2 separate regions of the Sus scrofa genome follow, and region 1 is linked to region 2. The links are chromatin contacts, called in public HiChIP or PLAC-seq maps. All regions are on one chromosome and are shown on one strand. The core of a region is the stretch at or near the end of the contact, and the rest is flanking DNA. Distances in the headings are between cores, read along the strand shown. Region 1 overlaps SAE1 (SUMO-activating enzyme subunit 1). Region 2 holds the start of BBC3 (bcl-2-binding component 3).

Evidence for each region. HiChIP or PLAC-seq counts read pairs in DNA pulled down with a chosen protein or histone mark.
Region 1: a contact with region 2 is called in an H3K27ac HiChIP or PLAC-seq map of alveolar macrophages. The contact joins the enhancer-like site here to the promoter of BBC3 in region 2. A contact is called at or near these places in 2 of 5 promoter capture datasets (fetal skeletal muscle and liver), 29 of 47 Hi-C or Micro-C datasets (adipose tissue, alveolar macrophages, blood and 13 more) and 2 of 2 datasets of contacts at active chromatin or transcription factors (alveolar macrophages and skeletal muscle).

Annotation. Positions count from the first base shown.
Region 1 is chr6:52,972,018-52,976,159 of Sscrofa11.1, reverse strand. All of the region lies in intron 2 of SAE1 (SUMO-activating enzyme subunit 1), which reads right to left. Among named protein-coding and RNA genes, the nearest start is that of SAE1, 17 kb to the right of the region's middle. Within about 2 kb of position 2,584, at least 7 of the 83 cell types and tissues checked have an H3K27ac peak or open chromatin away from gene starts, as enhancers often do. A contact at or near this core is called in alveolar macrophages, where this site is marked.
Region 2 is chr6:53,045,636-53,049,671 of Sscrofa11.1, reverse strand. BBC3 (bcl-2-binding component 3) reads left to right here and starts at 2,770. Exons shown (of 4, transcript XM_013998533.2): 1 at 2,770-2,871. The coding sequence starts at 2,869.

The sequences.
Region 1 (4,142 bases), core at 1,335-3,834, 73 kb after region 2:
TTGTCCTCCTCTCCTGCCAACCAGCCACAGCATACACTCTTCCTTCCCTCCTGTTCAAAGCCAGGATCCTGACCTATCCTGCACAATTCTTCAGGGATCTCACCACATACAGGGATTGTACAGCGTGACGGTTAAGAGCAAGGCTCTGTGATAATTCAGGTTGGATCCAAATCTTTGATTCAAGTCCTGGCTCAACCACTTAAGTGTGTGATCTTGAGTGAGTCTGAGGGACTCATACCTAACAGGTGAGGACACTTACTCATCACTCTACCAGTGTCAGTCAGTACCACCCATGCTCCGCTTCTTGGCCTCAGAGAGCCTAGCTCTCCTTCTCCCTCACTGGACATTCCCATCTCTACATGGACTCTCTGAGGTGTGGCTGTTCTCAGGACTCCACCTCAGAACCACTCATCCTTTCACTCTATACAGCTCCATAAGCCAACTCAATGCCTTTTAGTTTCTACCAAAAGCTGCTGTTATTTCTCAAATTGTCTTTCTGCTACAGATTGCTTTCTGATCCATCTGAGTCTTATTTCCTCTGGATATCCCATAGGCCAATTATATTCGATTCCTATATCGTTGTTTCTGTTGATGAGTCCACCAGTGACCCATCTGGTCACCAGAAACCTGGTCTTAGTATCCTTGACATTTCCAGGTGAAATAGCTAAGTGCACGGGCTCTGCCAGGAGTCAGACTGCCCAGTCCTGGTTGTACCACTAACTACTGTGACCTTGGGTAGGCCAATACTTGACTTCCTTTTCCTCTGCTTTCTTATCTGTAAAATAGGAATAATCCCTACATCTCAGAGTTGCTCTGGGGCTAAACGAGACACTATAACTAGAGTTCTCAGAGCAGTGCCACCACCTACAGTGTCAGCTGCTGTAGTTACTCCTTACTCTCCTGTATAGGATCCCACTGATTCTGCCACCTAAGAGATTCTCACCTCTGTGGGCATCTTGCTATACCCATCATCAATGCCATTCCTCAGACCCTTTCCATCTCTCACCTCAACTACTAAAGCAGCCTTCTGCTCCATATTTTGTGCCAACCATAGCCTACAGAGTAACAGTGATTTATAGAAAGCCCAATGATGAGGTCACCACTTTTCCATCTGAAACTCTCAAACAAATCCTCATCACTCACAGCAGAGCTTACAAGCAGGCCCTTCATGTCCTAGACCTTACCTGCAATCTACAACCCCCCGACCCTTGTGGGCTTCACACTCCAAAAACAGCTAACTGCTTGTTATACTTGATTTCTCATCATACTGTTTTGGGCTAACATCCCTCGCCCAAAGCACAATTCCTTAAACTTGATAAACTTCTACTTGTTTTTTAAGATACAGCTCAGTTCAGAATTCCAGGAAGCCTCTCATGTCCCCCCTGCCACAACCTGAGTCAGATTGCCAGTTCTGGCTTCCCGGTGGGGCGGGGGGGGGGGGCTGGAAATGGAAACAAATCTTTTTTTTTTTTTTTTTTGTCTTTTTGCTTTTTGCTATTTCTTGGGCCGCTTCCGCGGCATATGGAGATTCCCAGGCTAGGGGTCTAATCAGAGCTGTAGCCACCGGCCTACGCCAGAGCCACAGCAACACGGGATCCGAGCCGCATCTGCAACCTACACCACAGCTCACGGCAACGCCGGATCCTTAACCCACTGAGCAAGGGCAGGGACAGAACCCGCAACCTCATGGTTCCTAGTCGGATTCGTTAACCCCAGCGCCACGACGGGAACTCCGGAAACAAATCTTGTGCATTTTGTATCACCAATATTTCAGGACAGCCAGCAGGTGCTTTGGATGCTTGCTAATGTAAACAAAATGAAAAACTCCAAGACGCAGGAATTAACATCTTCATTTTATAGATGAACAAACTAAGTTTCTAAGAGGTTAACTACCCTGCTCAGCTTAAGAAGGTAGGATCTGAGCCCAAGTCTGCATGATTTCAAAGCTTTTGCACATGTAGCACCATCTCCCTGGGATATCCTAGTAAGGGAAAAAGGCACAAGCAAAATCCAAAAGGCAGAACAACCAAAGAGTGTTCATGAGCTCTTAGATTTATGAGATGGAGTCAAGCTAGGTAAATTGACTGGGATTAGTTTATAAGAAGCCAGTGGCAGGAAAATCTCTCATGGCACAGCAGGTTAAGGATCTGGTGCTGCCACCTCAGCTACAGTCCCAACTATGGCACAAATTCAATCCCTGGGCCGGGAACTCCCACATGCCATGGGTGCAGCCAAAAAGAAGCCTGTGGCAAAAAAAAAAAAAAAAAAAAAAAAGAGTCAGTGGTTCTCAACCCTCCTTGACTTTGAGACTTTTTATTTTTAAATAAGTCTGCAGCTATTCAAAAGCTCAGATGGGATTGAGAACCACTGTTTTAGACTCTGCAGTGGAAGGCAAGTAGAAGGCTACGTTGTAAGCCCTTGAAGTGAAGCAGGAAGGGACGACAATCAGACTGTTAACTCCAACAATGGGTGGCATTCGGCACTGTGCTGAGGTGGTGTGAACCACATCACACACCCTCAGTATCATACCACCGTTCCCTAATCTCAGATTACTCAACCAAATGAGGAAGCTAGCATCCTACTATGGTTTCATTTTTCCACACCAAGGGCCTCCAAGTCTTGGACCATCCTTCCTCAGTCTCCACTCCTCCACACAATGCAAACAAATTCTTCCTCTGGATGGGGTGTTCTTGCCACCAGGGGGCACTGTGGTTGGGGAGATTTCAAAACAGCAAAGGTTAATTATCTGGCAGCTTACTGGAGAGGATTTTCTTTCCTTAGAAGGTTTTGAATTCAAGTCTAAAATCAATTTGTGACTGTGATATTAAGTCAGCCAATCCAAGTTTCTCTCCATATTGTAGGATAATTAAAACAAACAAAAAAAGACCTCCAGATATTATTTTCTCCTGAGGTCCCAAATAAGGTGATTTTTTTTTGGTGTTCTTTTTTTGGAAGTTCCTGGGCCAGGGATGGAACGGGAGCCTCCACCGAGACAAGCTGGATCATTACTCCACTGAGCCACAGCAGGAACTCCCTAAACAAGTTGAGTTTTTAAAAAATTTCATTGAGGGAGTTTCTGCTGTGGCACAACAGAATCAGCAGCTTCCTGGAAGCACTGGGATGCAGGTTTGACCCCGGGCGCTGGTACAGTGGGTTAAGGATCCTGAGTTGCCACAGCTACGTCGGCCTAGGTCAAACTGCAGCTCAGATCTGATCCGTGGCCAAGGAACTCCATAAGCCACAGGGTGGCCAAAAGAAAAATAAATAAATAAATAATAAAATAAAAACTTTATTGAGGAATTCCCACTGTGGCATAATGGGATATGCAGCGTCTCTGTAGCACCAGGACACAGGTTCAATTCTCAGCCTTGCACAGCAGGTTAAAGGATATGGTGTTGCCACAGTTAATTGCAACAGAAGTGACCCTGGCCCAGAAACTCCATATGCTATGGGGTGGCCAGAAATAGGAGAGAAAAAAAAATTCACTGACATTTACTTTTGTCTACAGAAGCTTTCCTGCACACTGCGTGTGCTAGTTATTAGCATGAGACAGGACCTCTGCTTACTGCCTAAAAGGAAAAAAAGACATAAATAACATCATGTGACAACACATTTTTAAAATATTTTACCTTTAAAGAAAAAAAAATAAAAACGCAACATGATTTCTGGAATTTGCTTTAAAAAACTGTCCTTTGAACCTCCTGTTGTGGCTCAACAGGTTAAGAACCTGAAACAGTCTCCATGAGGGTGCAGGTTCAATACCCGGCCTCACCCAGAGGGTTAAGGATCCAGTGTTCCTACAAGCGCAACATAGGTTGCAGACGCGGCATGGATCCGATGTTGCTGTGGCTTGGTCTGGCAGCTGCAGCTCTGATTTGATCCATAGCCCAGGAACTTCCATGTGCCACAGGTGCAGCCATAAAAAGAAAAAAATAAATTAATTAATTAAATTTAAAAACCCACCAAAAATACAGGGGGAATGAGAAATTAAAAAATCAACAAAATATTGGTATCTGTAGAAGCCAAGTGGGTGGGGTGTCAAATATTATTCTACTTTTGAATACATTTGAAATTCCCTAGAAAAGAAAACCAAAATGTCACTGAAGCATGAGAATGTAGACAAAGAAGCAGTTACTTTCACT
Region 2 (4,036 bases), core at 1,521-4,020:
ATCATCTGGCCTCAAATGTCAGTAGGATGGAGGTTAAGAAACCCTGGAAGTTCCTGTCCTGGCTCAGCGTAACAAACCTGACTAGGATTCATGGGGATACAGGTTCGATCCTAGCCCTGGCCTCACTCAGTGGGTTAAGGGTCCGGTGTTGCCATGAGCTGTGGCGCAGGTTGCAGATTGCAGCTCAGATCTGGTGTTGGCGTGGCTATGGTGCAGGTTGTCAGCTGCAGCTCTGATTTGACCCCTAGCCTGGGAACCTCCATATGCCTTGGGAGGGTGGCCCCAAAAAGAAAAAAGAAAGAAAGAAATTCTGGTCTTCACCAAGCCTGACCCCTCCCCAGCCACCCCATCTGTGACCCCCCTCATTTGCTCTCTGTCTGTCTCTCCCCCTCTCTCTTTCCGACTCCCTCCCCTCCCCTGATCTGAGTCTTCCTGTCTCTCTGTTTGTATGTCTGTTTATTTTTGCTTCTCATCTTCTGTCAGAGGGATTGGTGACCCCTCAGATCTTCAGAACCCCCTTGTCCTTCCCCAGGGGAGTGGGGACCAAAGGCAGGATTGGAGGGAGGCCCAGAATGCTCCTCCAGGAACTTAGATGAGGGAGTCCCTTGGCCCCACAGGAGACCTGCCAGGGTAGAGGTGGAGGGTATTGAGTCTGGAAGACAGAGGCTGGGGATTTTCCCTCTTTGAGCCCCTATAGTAGGGGTCTTGAAAAGGCAGACCTTCAGCCAGTCACAGATTCTGTCTCTCTCTCTTTTTTTTATACGAGTTTTTTGTTTGTTTGTTTTGGCTGTGTCAGTGGCATGCAGCAGTTCCCAGGCCAGGGATCATACCCACACCACAGCAGTGACCTGAGCTAGAGAAGTGACAGCAACAGATCCTTAAACACTAGGTCACCAGGGAACTCCCACGCACACAGGATTTTTTGTTGTTGTTTTGTTTTTTGACTTTCTTCACTTAGCCACAGTCCCTACCATGCCCTGTTGTATTACACCAGACTCATTTCTCTCATTTAGTTCATATTAGCTCTCAAGTTTGAGACCCCTGGTCTGGGATGATACGATGGCAGAATTTGGAAAAAGAATCTGGACTAGATAGTGGGAAGGTGCAAATGCTTATGGTCTGGTGGATCCTTGGCCCTCTCATCTGCTTTCAGCCCTACCCACCAAGCCAGATTCATTTTTTGTCTTTTTTTTGGGGGGGGGCGTCTTTTTAGGGCCCCACCCATGGCATATGGAGGTTCCCAGGCTAGGGGTCAAATTGGAGCTGTAGCCACTGGCCTATACCACAGCCACAGCAACAAACCAGATTCTTTCACATTCATTTTCTTCTCAGAAGAATATTCTAGCATATCTGGCTTCCTGGTGTCCAGTCCTAGATGAAGCAGCTTTAGGGCACTGATCAGTGAATAAAGGGTTCAGTCTGCTCCATGAGCCCCTCTCCCAACTTCACTGCCACACGCAGTAATACTAGTGATAACGGCTAACCTGTAGTAGGTTATACCTCACCACGTGTGAGATGTTGTGCTCACTGACATCTGTGTGTGATCTCGTTTAAAAATGTCCAAGGCAGCATTTCTCAAACGCCTTTAGACTTGATCTACAGTCAGAAACACAGCCACTTTCTCTGTGACTTGGTGTATGTTCGCTATCATAAAAAATATTTTCATCAAACAATATTTTCCTTTGACTTTATGTTTTTTGTTTTTTTTTTTTTTTTTGCTTTCTAGGGCTGCACCCGTGGCATATGAGGTTCCCAGGCTTAGGGGTCGAATCAGAGCTGTAGCCACGCCGACCTATGCCACAGCCACAGCAACGCCAGATCTGGGCTGCGTCTGTGAACTAAGTAAGCCACAGCTCATGGCAATGCCGGATCCTTAACCCACTGAGAAAAGCCAGCGATTGAACCCACGTCTTCATTGTTACTAGTGGAGTTCATAACCTGCTGAGCCACGAAGGGAACTCCAACTTCATGAGTTTTTAAATGAGATTCTAATTTGCTTTTTTGGTTGGTTTTTGCCTGCACCTGTGGCACACAGAAGTTCCTGGATGGATCAGGGATCGAACCTGTGTCACAGCAGCAACCAGACCCAGTGCACTGACAATACCTGCTGAGCCACCGGGGAACTTCAGAAATTGTCCAAATCTTGATTGTGATGGTGTGCAATAATGTGCTTTTGTCCCAACTCACTAAAAACACCGAAAAATTTAATTATATGGCATGTAAATATATCTCAATAAACTTGAATAAAACACAATAAAGATCCACAGAAGTCCACAATCATGGTTTGCGCATGTGGGTCATGACCCTGAGTTTGAAAAACACTGGAAGGAAGAGAGGAAGGAGGGGGGAGTGAATGAATGAATGAATGAGGGAATGAATGAGGGAAAGCAAGAGGAGAGAGGGAGGCTGAATTAGTCCCCAGTACTGAAAGTAGGGGGATTACACATGAGATTTTAACATTTTCTGCTTCTCTTGGAAAATCCAAGGGTCTGGTCCTGGAGAGAGTGGAGCTTGAGAGCCTGAACAAGTGCACCTCTGCTCAAGTCTGGCACCCCTTCTTAGCCAGCCCAGAACTGAGCACTCAAGAGGCCCCTGGCCCTCTGATGACACAGTCTGGTTTGGGCTGTGACATGGAGGGAATGAAAGGTGCAGGGACGACAGAGCCCCAGAGCCCTGGGGGAGGGCGGGACACCGTGGGGTCACCGAGGTCACTACATCAGAGTACAGGAAGGAGTGACAACGGGAAACCGAGAAGGGAAAGGGAACCAAAAGGCAGAAAACCGAGCGAGAGTCAGTGCAGGGGCTGCCCGGGCATGTCCGTGCCCAGTGCCCAGGGCTTTCTGCTCACCCTGGTCCCCCACCAGATTCATGGTGAGTGTGGTCAGGGGTGCATGGCTTCTGGAGCGTGTCCCATCAGTGGGCCAGTGAGCAGGAACCTGTCACAGGTGTGACTTTGTGACTGTCTGTTGGGGGTCAGTCTTTTTTCTGTCTGATTGATCTGTGTCTGTGAGGGGCCATTTCTGCCAGTTTTAATGTGTCAGCTGGGAACCGGCTTGGGGGTGTGTTCCTGTGTGTCCCTGTGGTCCTGTCATCTAGATCAAGCCGCGTGTCCAGGTGTCTCTGTGACAGGTGTCCTGCGTGTATGTGCGTGTGTGTCCAGCAGCACTCGTCAGGAAGTTTCTACTTCCTGAGAAGCCCTCGGCTTGTGTCTATGTGGGCCTGTCGCCACTGTGCGTGTTGTGGGTACCCGCTCAGTGGGAATGCTTGTGAACAGAGCCGTTTTGTGGGCCCAGGCGTGCTCAGCAGTGTGGGTGTTTGTACAACTGCGTGACCCTGACATTGTGTCACTCCGTCAGTCCCAGCGATCCTGTTAGCAAGTCAGGCTATGTATTTGGGTCTGGATGTGTGTGTGCGTGTGGGCTCCATCAGTGTGTGAGTTTGTGTGTCCACGCCCCTGTCCAGGGTGTGTCTGCGAGTCGGCGTGTCTCCGTGCCCTGTCAGCACGTGACTTTGTGTACCCTGGAGCGCCAGGCGGTCAGGCAGCAGACAAGTCTCTGGGTGCGTGTGTCTGCGGGTCGCAGTCAGCGTGTCAGTGTGTCAGTGCGTGTGCGTCCGGCTGTCCCGCCATCAGCGCGGCGGGATCGCTGCGCCTCCACGCGGGGGAGAGGCCCTGCTCCGCCCGCGGCTGCAGGGAAACCCCCGGCGCCGCCGAGGTAGGGGGAGCGGCGCGCGCCTGCAAGTCCCGACTTGTCCGCGGCGGGCGAGCGGGCGGACGGGGCCGTGGCGTCACGCGGGGGCGGGGCGTGGGACCCGCCGGGCGGAGGCGGGGACGGGGGCGGGGCGGGGCGGGGCGGGGCGGCCGCTGAGCGGGCCCGGGATCCGACCGGCGGCCTGAGACGCTGCGCGAGCCACATGCGAGCGGGCGCCTGGAGGCGGCGGCGGCGGCGGCGAAATCAGCAGCAGCGGCGTTCAGGACGTAGACGCGCCTGCGGCCCGAGGAGCAGCCGCCGCTACAACAGCAACAGCAGCAGCCACT